Regions from separate parts of the Mus musculus genome. Here regions 2 and 3 are each linked to region 1. Evidence: chromatin contacts called from public Hi-C and HiChIP or PLAC-seq data. All regions are on one chromosome and are shown on one strand. Each heading gives the region's core, a stretch centred on a gene start, on an enhancer-like site or on the middle of the called end of the contact. The rest is flanking DNA. Distances are from core to core; before and after follow the strand shown. Region 1 overlaps Gpr156 (G protein-coupled receptor 156). Region 2 overlaps Cd80 (CD80 antigen). Region 3 holds the start of Adprh (ADP-ribosylarginine hydrolase).

Region 1 (3,994 bases), core at 764-3,263:
GTGGTCTTGATCACTGAGCTATCTCTCCAGCCCTGCCACTGAGCTTTGATACACCTAAAAACAAATACAGGGTCATTCACAGCTCTGCTGTGCAACAATAAAGATTCCGACGTGGAGAACTTGTTGAATTTCTCCTTCAGTCCGCCGCTTTTGATCTTTGTTATAATGGGATTATAAACCTATGTCGTGCAAAAGTCCAACTTTATCACATTGCATGGTCATGGTGCCACAGGTCTGATCCGTTTGCTGTTTTGCCCGTTTCTAATGTTCGAGTTAAATGATCCGAATTCTGCACACCTCAAACTAATACTAGTGCGACCATTTGTGCTTCAACTGTGCACTGCCCTGCGTCTTTATCCCACTCAAGCCTCCTTCGAGGACCACCCAGAGAGATCAATGACCTTTCAACATCCCAAGCTTAAAATCCTTTAGTCACAATGATTTCATCCTACTTCGCCTCAGGGTCTCTGAATCCTGTGTCTTGTCGTTTGGAATAGATCCACTTCCAGGAACCTTAAACATATATATGTTCTTTTCTCTCCAACTTGAGGTAGGGACTCACTGTGTATCCCTGACTATTCTTGAACTTGCTATGCGTTCCAGGCTGGAATTGAACTCACAGAGATTCACATACCTCTGCTTGACCAGAGCTGGAATTAAAGGTGTGTACCACCACATCTGATCTTTTTAATTTTAAACCACAGTCCATTAAAACTTTAACTCCTTGTCTTCTCCTGAAAGCTGTTTCTCCACCCTCCATCTCCGTTTGCTTGGACCCAAAACCTTGGCGTCATTGTTGACTCTTCCTTCCTTCCCACATCCAATCTGTTGTGAAACCTCATTGGTTCTATTCTTGAAATACAACCAGAACTCAGCTGCTTCTTCTCTACCTCTGCTGCCACCAACTGATCAAAGTCTTCCTTGCAATAGCCTCTCAGCTGCTCTCCCAGCATCTGTCCTGGAACTTCCTTCTCTAAGGCGACTATAAGCCCCTGCCGGTGATCACCAAAGTGCTAGAGATCAGAGGGTGTCATGAACTGGCTTAATGTCCATGCGTTAGACAAGGAGGTCTGCTGGGTAACAGAAGTGGCTTCTGGGTGTCTTTCTGGACTTCTCTGGAATGGCTGAGGCTTCCCTGATGTTACTGCACACAGAAAGACCAGTTATTTTGGGGTCTCTATGTGCAATGCGTTTCTGCAGGCTATGGGTGTTGACCAAGCTGAGTCCTCACTGAGGAGTCTCGTGTGGGTGAGGCTCTCCTGGGCTTTCCTCTCAGCATAGCGATGAAGGAAGCCTGAAAATAAACGAGAGATCCTAACAGGGTATTTGTGAAGCTCTGTGCGCTCTCAGCCTCTGTTTCTAGGAAACCGAAGGGTCTGTGGGAGTATTCATTCACATATGCATGTGCACACGTATGTTCACTTGTCTCCAATGAGATCAGGCTACTCCAAAAGCTCTTTTCCATTGGCGGAATCCTTCCAGGGGAATTCTCCTAGGAAATGCTTTTGTCTAACACACCTCCCAGGTCATGAGGCTCAGCTCTGTGAGGTAGACCTCATCTTTGACCACACAGCTTCCTAACTTTCAGTGGCTGTTAGTGACAGAAGTGAACAGCACACATCACTCTCCCTGGCTTCAGAAAACCTGCTCATCCTGGACCGTCCAGCTGTTTGCAGCTGGACAGGGGAAGTAATAACTTCTTTTATATCCTTAAAGCCTCGAGTGCTGGGTGGGCCTGGCCTCTCTCAGCTCAACTGCTTTTCTGTAGTCCTCAGTGCTTGCACAGATTTATTTTAATCTGGAGAGGGGAAAATTTCCACCCACCAGCCTGTCATTTTGGACCTACAGTCACTGAAGCTATAAAGGACCCGGAAGGACAGGGCTACAGAATAAACCAAACGATTAGCAGTAGTCAAATCCGATGAGACCCAAGACGCCTTCCAGCTCCTTCCTTTTCAAATCATTTGAGCCACTGCGTCTTTCCCCTGCTGCAGGCTTATCAGCAAGCCAGTCACGTGCATTTCTGCCTCACTTCCTTAGCCAGTAAGAACAGACTGACCTGGATTCCAGAGATGTGGTGGATTTTATAGCCCAATCAACCGATCATCCAAATATAAGCTTTAGTTATTAAGCACAAAAGAAAACTTGCCAAACGTCCTGGCCCCAGATTCTCCTTTAGCCGATGGTCTCAGTGTCCTGTGCTTTCCTGGCAGCTCCTCTCATTCATGGCCATTTTTGTGTCAAACATTAATTCCTGAATAGGAACCTATCAAAGCATTAAGAAGTGGGAATGGCAAAGCAGATGGGACAGAACCTCTGCCCTCAGCTCGTGAGGCTACCTCTTCCCCGGGTTTCAACATTTTCACTACAAAGATTCCTTTCTTATTCCTCTTGTAAAATAGAATAAAAATGTAATTCAACACTAACAGTTCTTTTCTCTCTATCCAGGGCAATTTAACACACACACACACACACACACACACACAGTCTCACACACACACACAGTCACACACACACACACACACACACACACACACACACACGAATGGACTCACATACACGTGTATGCAGGCACACTTGTACACCGTGCACGCGCACACAGACACAGACAGACAGACAGACACACACACACATGCACACAGGCATACTTACACACCATGCACGCACGCACACACACACACACACACACACGAGAATATATAGATTTAAATTTTTAAAAATTACATTTCTTTGTGTGTGCGTTGGCATCTGTGTACCATGTCACACATGGAGGGTTCAGAGAACAACTCACAGGAGCTGACTCTGCCCTCCTGTCACGTGAGATCTCAGAGCATCCAGCTTAGTGACAAGTGTCGTTACCTGCTGAGCTATCTCCATGGCCCATATTTCATATTTCAGAATTCATAGCTCTCCTGGGCTACAAACATAAGAGAATACCAATTCAAAACTGCATCCTTGTAAGCATTTTAAAAGCTGAAATACGGAAATTTAGACTTCCATTTCAGAGCAAACGCCTGTTACCTCATTGTGTGGGCTCAGGTGTAGGACAGTAGTGAAAGGGACAGGGAAGACCCCTAGTGAGCAGAAAGGGGAAGCAGAAAGAGCTCTTATTGAGGAAGCCTGCTTCATCTAGGAGTATTATGGTTGCATTTGATAGTGATTTTGAAACCAAACAAAACAACAACAACAAAAAAACCCCAAATTCCCAAATGTGTATTTCCACATCTCACACAATTGAAAAATATTTCAAATGTGCTTTTAAACAGCAAGAGGGGGCAATAGATACATAGGGGGAAAAATTCCCCTTTTCCTCAACTCTTCTACCCGAGGGCTCCAGTTCCAGACAAGTAGCAAATTGTTCACATAGAGATTTCCACTTCCGTTCTCCCTCCCACTGCAACTGTAGGAAAGGCCAGGGGTGACTTCTAGCAAGACTCTTGTAGCACTTCCAAAAAAAAAAAAAAAAAAAACGTCAGAGCAGCCGCCCTGGTTCTAAGTAGGGCAAAAAGCATAGGCAAACACCATTGGCCGACAGAAGTATCCAATCACAAGGCGCCAGCTCCCTGGTGACTTGCAAATCCATCTTTGCTCTCTTGTTTCTCCCTGTACAGTTTTCAGGTTTATTACAGCAGGAGAATGGCCGAGGTGTGTCTGGGAATCTTTGAGGAATGCTGAATTCACGAATACTTGCAAGAATGGTTCTCTATCAGGCCAGAATCTGGGAATTTATGACCCCAGGGCTGAGTCTGGCCTAGCCTTGTACCAATGAGCACCTTGGATTTGGCTCTTTTAGTAGTACCTTATTATGTTATTGAATGCCTGTCAAATGAATTAATCATTAGATTTAGATGGGTGTTAGGGATCCAGGTCTTGGAAAAGTGGGAAAGAAGAGAACCACAAAGGAAACCTGCTTGCTCCCCTCTGCTCTGTCCCCACCAGGGCCCTGAGCCTCTCACCTGGCCCTGACTCCCATTTTAACGTGAAAAGACCTGCC
Region 2 (3,994 bases), core at 460-2,959, 500 kb before region 1:
TGCAACCCTGTGGCAGAACTGTATCTGCAGTCACAGTCCCCAACACCAGAGCCCATCCTCACTCTCCCCTTCTCTCTCATCCCTCCCTTTCTTTCCTCCTGATGACTGGAAGAGCACCCGGGGCTCCTTCTATCTGTTTATTTAGTAAGGAACAAGTGTGAAGCCACCCTTCAACCTGAGAACCTGGAAACAGACAGGAGCCCACATGCGCCCACTCACATGGTCACGCTCTCCTGGACCTCCAGTTCTCAGCACTCATGCATCACCCTAAGTCCATGTTCAATGCCCCCTTGCTTCTTAAAAAAGTAAGGTTAGCCGCGCGTGGTGGACCACACCAGTAGGCAGGTATACTTTGGAGGCTGCAGTAGGAAGAGTATGATGTCAGCCTAGGCTATATAATGAGTTCGAAGCCACCCTTTCCCTTTCTTTCTTTCTTCCTTTCTTTCTTGCTTCCTTTCTTTCTTTCTTTCTTTCTTTCTTTTCTTTTCTTCTTCTTTTTTTTTTTTTTTTTTTTTTTTTTGTAATATAAGGCCATCTGTTCAAGTCCACCTTGGAAACCTGTAACAGATATTTAAATACTACATGAAAAGGCATCTTTAATATACTTTTTAAAAACATTTGAAGTAATCTGCTAAGAGTAAGTGTGTGTGTGTGTAAAAAAAAATTCATTCCCCTTTGAGTGCACTTTGACCTTTGAAGGAGGCAGGGTGGCAGGGAGGCAGGGAGGTCAAGTGGTTAGTGCTTCATCCAGGGGTAGGCTTCGATGGAGGCCTTGCTTCGGTCCCCATAGTCGTACAGGAGCTCCTCCCCAGCTGCGATGTCTCGGGTGGCGATGAGGATGAGGTGAGGCACGCCGTCGATGTCGTGCAGTTTGGTCTGGCAGTTCCCACACTTACTGTGATTGATGAGTCTCCCCAGGCAGTTCGTTTCTTGAGTGGCATCCACGCAGTAGGTTTTGCTCAGATACTGAAAATAGTACATGTAGCAGCCTGTGGAGGGGTCCTGTGCGTACAAGAGCCTCCCGCTTCTTGGCATCGGTAATTTCAATGAGGTTCCCATGGTATTCTACCACAAAGTATCCTCCGGGAAAACAGCTTGGTAGCGATCCCGCCCCTGCCTTTGCCATCAATTAGATGGATCTTCATGCCTTCTTCCTTCCCGCTCTCAGTCAGCTCGTCTATTTTCTTCCTTTCTTCAGACTGCAGCTCAGCTTTGCTCTTCCAGGAGCTCCTCCGCACAGGGTAGAAATCGGTGAATTTTCTATTCTGCTGGGTTTTCCCTTGAGACTTTTTCTGAGGGGCCTGCTTGCCCTTGAGGGGCTTTTTCAGGGTTTGCTTAGCGACTGCTACATTGGTAGAGTCACATGATGGGGGTGGAGTTTTTGGAGGTTCTGCTGCTTCGGATTTTTGGTTTGAAAAAGGCGCCAGGGGACCTCTCCTGGTGTCTTTGCTCTTCTGTTCATCTGACTTCACAGCGCTTCGGATAACGTTCCTGGCGTTCCTTTTCTCGCTTCCTGTAGATTCCAGCTAATGGTTTCCCCGGGCATTTGACCTCGTGATGGGCAACCGAGTTCTCTTCCTGAAGTGGAGAGCGCATTCCAGAGCACTTGTTAGGACTCATGTAGGCATAGATCTTTGGCTGCCCAGCAAACACGTTCTCCCCGTCGCTGCGGGAGGCCCCTCTGCTCCACCATCTCCGGGACCAGAGCAGCCGCCGCTGCTGCCGCCTCCACCGCGCGGGACTTGCACAGCTTCCTGCCTTGTGTTCTAGTGGCCTTCATCTTTAAGAAAAATGCCTAGGTAGGCAGGATTCCAGGCACTCTGGTGACTGCTTACTGCCTTGTGCTGTTGTGCGGTTGCTGTTAGGGATACTGGTGGTGTTAGGGCATGCGGCCAAAGATTTGTTGTATTTGTGCAAAGTCATAGATGCGAAGGACATCAGAAGGTACTCAGCTTCTGCCTTAGCTAGCATTAGGACCACACAACTAAGTCACTTCCCGAGTCTGGCCCTCTAATGTCTTAGTAGCTAAAATTCCAAAGCCTTGTTTTCCATGACCTACCCAAGGGACCTCCCAACCTCTACAATCCTCATTTTCTAAAAAAAAAAAAAAAAAAAAAAAAGGCTTGTACTCAGATCAAATATACAGTATTTAATCTGTAATCACAACCACTACATTTTATTAATTCCTTGCTACTCTGGCATTTTAAAGAGACAAGGAGGCTTCCTGGAGTTGATTTCATTTGTATATTTGACCTCCAGCAAGATGCTAAAGTAGACTTAGAGTCAAGTGTGGATACCTCCTGCCACTTGCTTCTCATGCTTAGACTTTAGGAATTTAGCTCCTCCCCTCTCCTGTGGCAGTCAGTTCCTCTACTCCAGTCCATACCCTGAGCTTTCGTTTTGGAAGTCTGAGTGCCACCGAGCTTGTATGAGCAGGGGTCAGTGACTATCAAGAGCAGCTCTTAAACAGAGATTTGCCCTGTGACTGTGGGCCACTCCCTTGCTTTTTAGTCTTGGTTTGTAGGCAGGTTAATAACCCATGCATTCCAGAGATGAAGGGATGGAAAGACACCACTTAGCACGGAGCCTGACACACAGGATATATTTAGGAAGACGCTCTCATTTAAATCAGGCTGTCAAGGAAACCTTCTGAAAATGCCCAGGGATACTGGGAGAAATGGGAGAAATGAGGGAAGAATACGGAGTATAGTTACCAGAAAAGGGAAAACCCTGAATTTGGTTGCAGAGGAAGTCATTGTAAACAACAACAACAACAACAATTCCTTGGTAGTGAAATCTCTCTGAGTTTGAGGCTAGACTCCAAGCCAGCCAAGGCTACATAGTGAGACCCTATCTCAAAACCCAAAACTAAAACAAAGGGGAAATTTAAAATGGGCCTTGTTCTTAAATAAAGTTGCATGTGTTCCTGACCTATTTATAGTTGGCATTATTATTTTCTACTTATTACCTTAATGCCACGCAATCAAACTACTACTTGGATAGTCAACATAAAAATTTTATTTTGTTTCTTCTAACCAGACATCATGGGCTTTTTAACCTGGAGTAACAAATCTGCAGGCCTAACGCTCTCAGTCACAACTCATGTTTGTTTTTTTTCTAAGAAATGGTTAGTTCAGTAAGAGCCACCTTTTCCTATCTGACTGAGCTTACAGCAGCCTCAGCTTTCTCCCCTAGCCCTGCTACAAGATAACGAGTTAGAGGAACTACTTTGAAGGTCTTTTTTTTGGGGGGGGGGGTTGAGACAGGGTTTCTCTGTATAGCCCTGGCTGTCCTGGAACTCACTTTGTAGACCAGGCTGGCCTCGAACTCAGAAATTCGCCTGCCTCTGCCTCCCGAGGACTGGGATTAAAGGCATATTCTACCACGCCCGGCTTACTTTGAAGGTCTTGCAAGACTGAACCATCTAAAGATTAGCCCTTTGGGACTAAAGAGATGGCTCAGCAGTTAAGCACATACTCCTAACTCACTCTTGCAGAACACACAAGCACTCATATTGGGTGACTCGCAAGTGCCTTTAACTCTAGTTCCTGGGGAATCCAATACTTTCTTCTGACTGCTGTGAGCATCTGAGCACACACATATACATAGTTAAAAACAAAGTAAATCTTTAAAAATAAAAGACTGGCTCTTCATCTCTCAGATGACTCAGTTAACCCAGGTTTTGGTCACTTTTAGTGGAGAAAGGTGAGTATATGTTATGAACAAAGGCAGGAATGCAAATGATTCAGAAAAGTAAAAAATATGTGACCTGATTAACTTGCTACCCAGAATAAGATAGTTCTCAAATGCAGTTTACAGTACGGCCACTATATATCACAGTTATTGTGCTTCCGCGAGTCAGAAGGCATCTCAGGCCATTCTAGCGCCTGGGATGGTTACCGTGACCTTGAATGATCCCAACTACAAGAAAAGTGCATTAGTAGAGGTCTCCACCTTGATCAATCAGGTTTTCTGTAGCACTAGAGACTCAACC
Region 3 (3,994 bases), core at 747-3,246, 480 kb before region 1:
CCTCTAAGGCTGTCAGTTAGCAGAATTCTCTTTTTCCAGGGGGAGGGGAGTCCTCTCTCTTAAGATCTTTAAGTGATTCAATGAGGCCTGCCCACATTATGGAGGATAATCCACTGTACCTCATGTTTATTGATATAAAAGCTAATCTCGGCTGTAAAATACCTTCCCATCTGGAGGAAGATTTGAACAATCTGGGTGCTGTGGTCCAGCCAAGAGGACATACAGTTAGCTGCTCAGATATCATCTTAGTCTTCCTGAATGGACCACATAGCAGCTGCTTTTGGCTTTCCACGTCTCCGTCCCTGGCTTTCCAGTTTCCGCACTCTCTGCGTTTATTATTCTGAGGAGTTTTCTGGTCTATCCTGTGCTCTGTTCTCCTTTGGCCCTTGCTGCTGTTCCACTGTTAGTCTCTGTTAGAGAGTCCAACCCACCCTGCATATGAACTACTTCCTGTCAGTGTGCAGGGGTGCTAGTGCACGGTCCCTAAGCTTTATCAGTCAGAACACTCATAGTGTTACAGTGTCATCCGCACTCAACACATTTGGGTCTATGCAGTGTCAAAGCTGTCTTGGACTGTTCTGTTTTCTGATCCTCAGTGAATCTTTTCTCTTTTAAAACAGTTTTAACCGCGATCTGGTGAGAGAGCAGCTGGACCCCAGGGCCTCACCCTTTTTATTGTATCAAACTAGAAGTTGGCTTATTGTGGAAGTGTTAATGTTTGTGGACATTTGGAGTCACATTAGTAGTTGATAAAGCCAGTTTTTAAGAAAGGATATAAAATTCTATTTAAAAAATGACCCCATTGTTTTAAAATCATATGCATACCATAAAGACTGATATATGTATCAGGGGTAACATCTAGTTTCTATTTTTCTCTAAAATATCTTTAGATATAATATAGAAAAAATATTCTAAAAGATATAAACTAGGTGTGGTGTTGTAAGACTGAAATTCTAGCATTCTAAAGGTAGAGGCAGGAGGATCACGAGTTTGAGACCAGCCTAGTCTCAAAAAATAAATCAAAATTTAATTTTCCTTCATTCCTCTCTTTACTCGGAAAGCTTCTTGTTCCTCTTCTAATTATTTGCAATTTGATGCTTACCCTTCCAAGCAACACACACACATTTATTAAATATATTAACTTTCCTATGACTTATCAATTTATTTTTGCTTAATAAAAGTCCCTAAACTCCACGTGAACACCTCCTTTATTATTGTGATTAATAGATTTATTTACACAAGAATAGAGTCACCAACGCCAAAATTAATAGATGTTAAATGTTCAGTTCAAGTTTCCTTCCCAGATAAGTCTTTCCTTTTTTTCTGTTTTGAAGACATAGAAGAGGGGATGTGAGTTCTTGGGAGTAGGTCTGAAATTTTTGAGCAGACATGTTCTGATCTTAAGTCTAAGGAGTCAAAGCAGGATCTTTGATGTGCGTCAGGGTCACTGTATAGAAGCAGATACTCCATTTAAGCACAAGGCCCGATTTGTGCCTTTCCGGAGACGAGGCTGTACCGAGCTGGGTCGAGGGTACGGGGGAGTGTTCACTGGCACACGTTTATTCTCGGAACCTGACATCTGGGCTCAACGCCGCCATTGCCACCTTAGGGTTTTAACAAATCCAGAGTCATAATTTAGGGGAAAGAACCTTAAGAGTTCCCCTCTAAGCTCCCGTTTGAAACCCTTCTGTGGAGAGCACGCAGAACCACGGCTGAACGGACTAGGGTTAGAATCGGTGAGCCCAAGCCGCTCTGGGCGGTGGGTACCAGGCTCTGGGAGTCCAACGGTCCGCGGGGCAGAACCCTGGCAGGGCAGAACCCTGGCAGGGCGAGCACGAGGCTGGCCGGACACCACTCCACTCGGCCCACACGCAGCGCGGAGCGGTTCCCGAGCTGATGCGCAAGGCTTGGGCGCCCCCAGCACCGCCCCTTCCTCCTTCCGTCCAGTGCGGAGGACGCGGGAGGACGCAGCTCCGCCGGAAGCCGCTGTGCGCCAGCGACCCGCCCGGCCCGCGGCTCCGCCCCTGTTCGGCTTTTGGCTTGGGTGCCCACAGCAGGACTCCTGCGCCCGGTACCCCGCCTCCAGCTCGGGCAATCCTGCCCTCGGCTCTGGACCACCCCGATCCCGCCCCACGCTCTCAGCTCCGCCTCAGCAGGTACAGCCAGGAGTCCCCGAGCCACTCTCCTCTTACTGACCTTAGTACCCGCTCGGTCCCGCTCTCACCTCCAGACTGGTGCTAGGCCAGTGTCCTCAAAGTGGCCACCAAGACTTTCCTGAGTGCATCGCGGCCTCCCCTCCCCTCATCCCCTCTCCCTATTCCTCTTTCTACCCAGGCCAGGAAACCAATGGGAAATCCCGAAGTGTACTTCGGCTTTGATTGTATAGTTTGATGGCTTTGTCACCTGTGCCCGTTTAGAGTGGGTTAAGGAATAATGACTTCTGAAGGGTGGGTCTGGGCCAGGATGGATGCATGTGCCAAGGTGAAAAGGAATTTCAAAGAGAAAAGATACTGGCTACTTCCTCCGTAGGTTCCCACACTCTTCCATGGAGAGCTCAAAAAGGGAACCTGGAGCATTGGGAGGAGAAGGTGGGGGCGTTAGTCCTTAGTTCTCAGAGGTTAACAAAGCTAGGGCTTCGAAAACCTGGGCCAAAACAGGACCTCGGAGAACGAGGCCTTCCTCCCCCACAGATGGGAAACAGATGGGAAACTCCAGCGTGAGAGGATTGTTAGTGGTCACAGAGCTAACACAAGAGACTACAGAACTCTAGTTCCTAGCCGTTATTTATACATAAAACACACACACACAACACCACACACACACAACACACACACACACACACACACACACACACACACACATGTAATCAGGATCAAGCATGGAAAAGCCAGATCTTTACCCTTAACTGCTTCTCCAGGTCTCTGCTGGCCTGTGCCCTAGACCTGAGCAGTGTGACTAGATGGATGGTGGAGGTACCTGGGCTTGAACTAAACCTAAAATGGCGGTTAGAGGAAGAAAGACAGGTGGATGGGAAGAGCTTGGGCTGAGGGCAGGGGTGAGCTAGGTCTTTTTGCCCCTAAGAGTGTTTGCCCCTGTTCATGGGGAGGCTGGGTGCGTGGAGGGGGCAGACAGTGGAACACTGAATCACCACACGGAATGGGTGTCATGGAGCCCTGGCCTGAGTAGAGTAGAAAATGTGTACACCGGGAAGCCAGGGCTTTAGCAAGGATTTCATTTGTGGTGGGAATAGCATTTGCAGCCCGGCACTATAGAACTTTTACCATATAGAAGACAGACAAGGGGCTGGAGACATGGCTCAGCAGTTTGAGAGCACTGGCTGTTCTTCCAGAGGGGCTCAGGTTCAATTCCCAGCACCCACATGGCAGCTCACAGAGCCAGTTCCAGGGGGCCCAACACCCTCACACAGATACCAGTGAAGCCAAAAAACTAGAGTATGTAAATAAAACTGAATATAAACTAGAATATGTAAATAAAACTAAATCATTTAAAAATTTTTAAATATTGCTGGTAAAGGGAAAATTGCTTATAGAATTGGTTGTAGATGGATAATAAAAATAATCACAAAGTTGTGCTCACTATGTACTTTATGGAAATTCATTCATTCATTCATTCATCCCTCATTACACATCTGGGTTTTTCCATTATCACTTTACCTGAGCCCAAAGTTAAGGCCAGGGCCCAGACCATGTAATATGAAGCATTCTGGCGGCAGGGAACTAGGTCGGATTCCATGGTCTGTACCTATTGATTATGTAAACTTAGCTTCCATTTCCTCATCTGTAAACAGTTAGCTGTAGTGTCACTCTCCGCACAAAAGAGAGAGAGATCTTCCAAAGCGAATATCAGGTGATGGAGAAGATGGCAGGCCTGGCTTGACCTGTGGGTTTTAATGGGCTGGCCACTCCTCGAGAGACCACGACACAGCTGGAGACAAGCTTTGGAGTCGAGCTTTGGGCTGTGATAGAGTCCCAGC

The links. Hi-C and Micro-C count contacts between places; a contact is called where the count stands out from the background. HiChIP or PLAC-seq counts read pairs in DNA pulled down with a chosen protein or histone mark.
Region 2: a contact with region 1 is called in a Hi-C map of forebrain, with 5 times the contacts expected there. The contact joins two enhancer-like sites. A contact is called at or near these places in 2 of 39 promoter capture datasets (the 3T3-L1 cell line and liver), 6 of 484 Hi-C or Micro-C datasets (cerebral cortex, embryonic stem cells, forebrain and 3 more) and 2 of 115 datasets of contacts at active chromatin or transcription factors (double positive thymocytes and stem cell-derived neural progenitor cells).
Region 3: an H3K4me3 HiChIP or PLAC-seq map of embryonic forebrain shows a contact between it and region 1, with 2.1 times the contacts expected there. The contact joins the promoter of Adprh here to the enhancer-like site in region 1. A contact is called at or near these places in 5 of 39 promoter capture datasets (the 3T3-L1 cell line, 3T3-L1-derived adipocytes, hippocampal neurons and 1 more), 4 of 115 datasets of contacts at active chromatin or transcription factors (double positive thymocytes, embryonic forebrain, embryonic stem cells and 1 more) and 2 of 9 other capture datasets (adipose tissue and pancreatic islet).

What each region holds. Positions count from the first base shown.
Region 1 is chr16:37,972,045-37,976,038 of GRCm38.p6, reverse strand. The region is part of intron 3 of Gpr156 (G protein-coupled receptor 156); the gene reads right to left. Among named protein-coding and RNA genes, the nearest start is that of Gm36225, 14 kb to the left of the region's middle. Within about 2 kb of position 2,013, at least 55 of the 459 cell types and tissues checked have an H3K27ac peak or open chromatin away from gene starts, as enhancers often do. A contact at or near this core is called in cerebral cortex, embryonic forebrain, forebrain and 1 more, where this site is marked.
Region 2 is chr16:38,474,271-38,478,264 of GRCm38.p6, reverse strand. All of the region lies in intron 2 of Cd80 (CD80 antigen), which reads right to left. It also overlaps the pseudogene Gm8590. Among named protein-coding and RNA genes, the nearest start is that of Gm41453, 6.6 kb to the left of the region's middle. Within about 2 kb of position 1,709, at least 135 of the 459 cell types and tissues checked have an H3K27ac peak or open chromatin away from gene starts, as enhancers often do. A contact at or near this core is called in cerebral cortex, forebrain and uterus, where this site is marked.
Region 3 is chr16:38,450,691-38,454,684 of GRCm38.p6, reverse strand. It overlaps Adprh (ADP-ribosylarginine hydrolase), which reads left to right and starts at 1,996. Exons shown (of 4, transcript NM_007414.3): 1 at 1,996-2,156.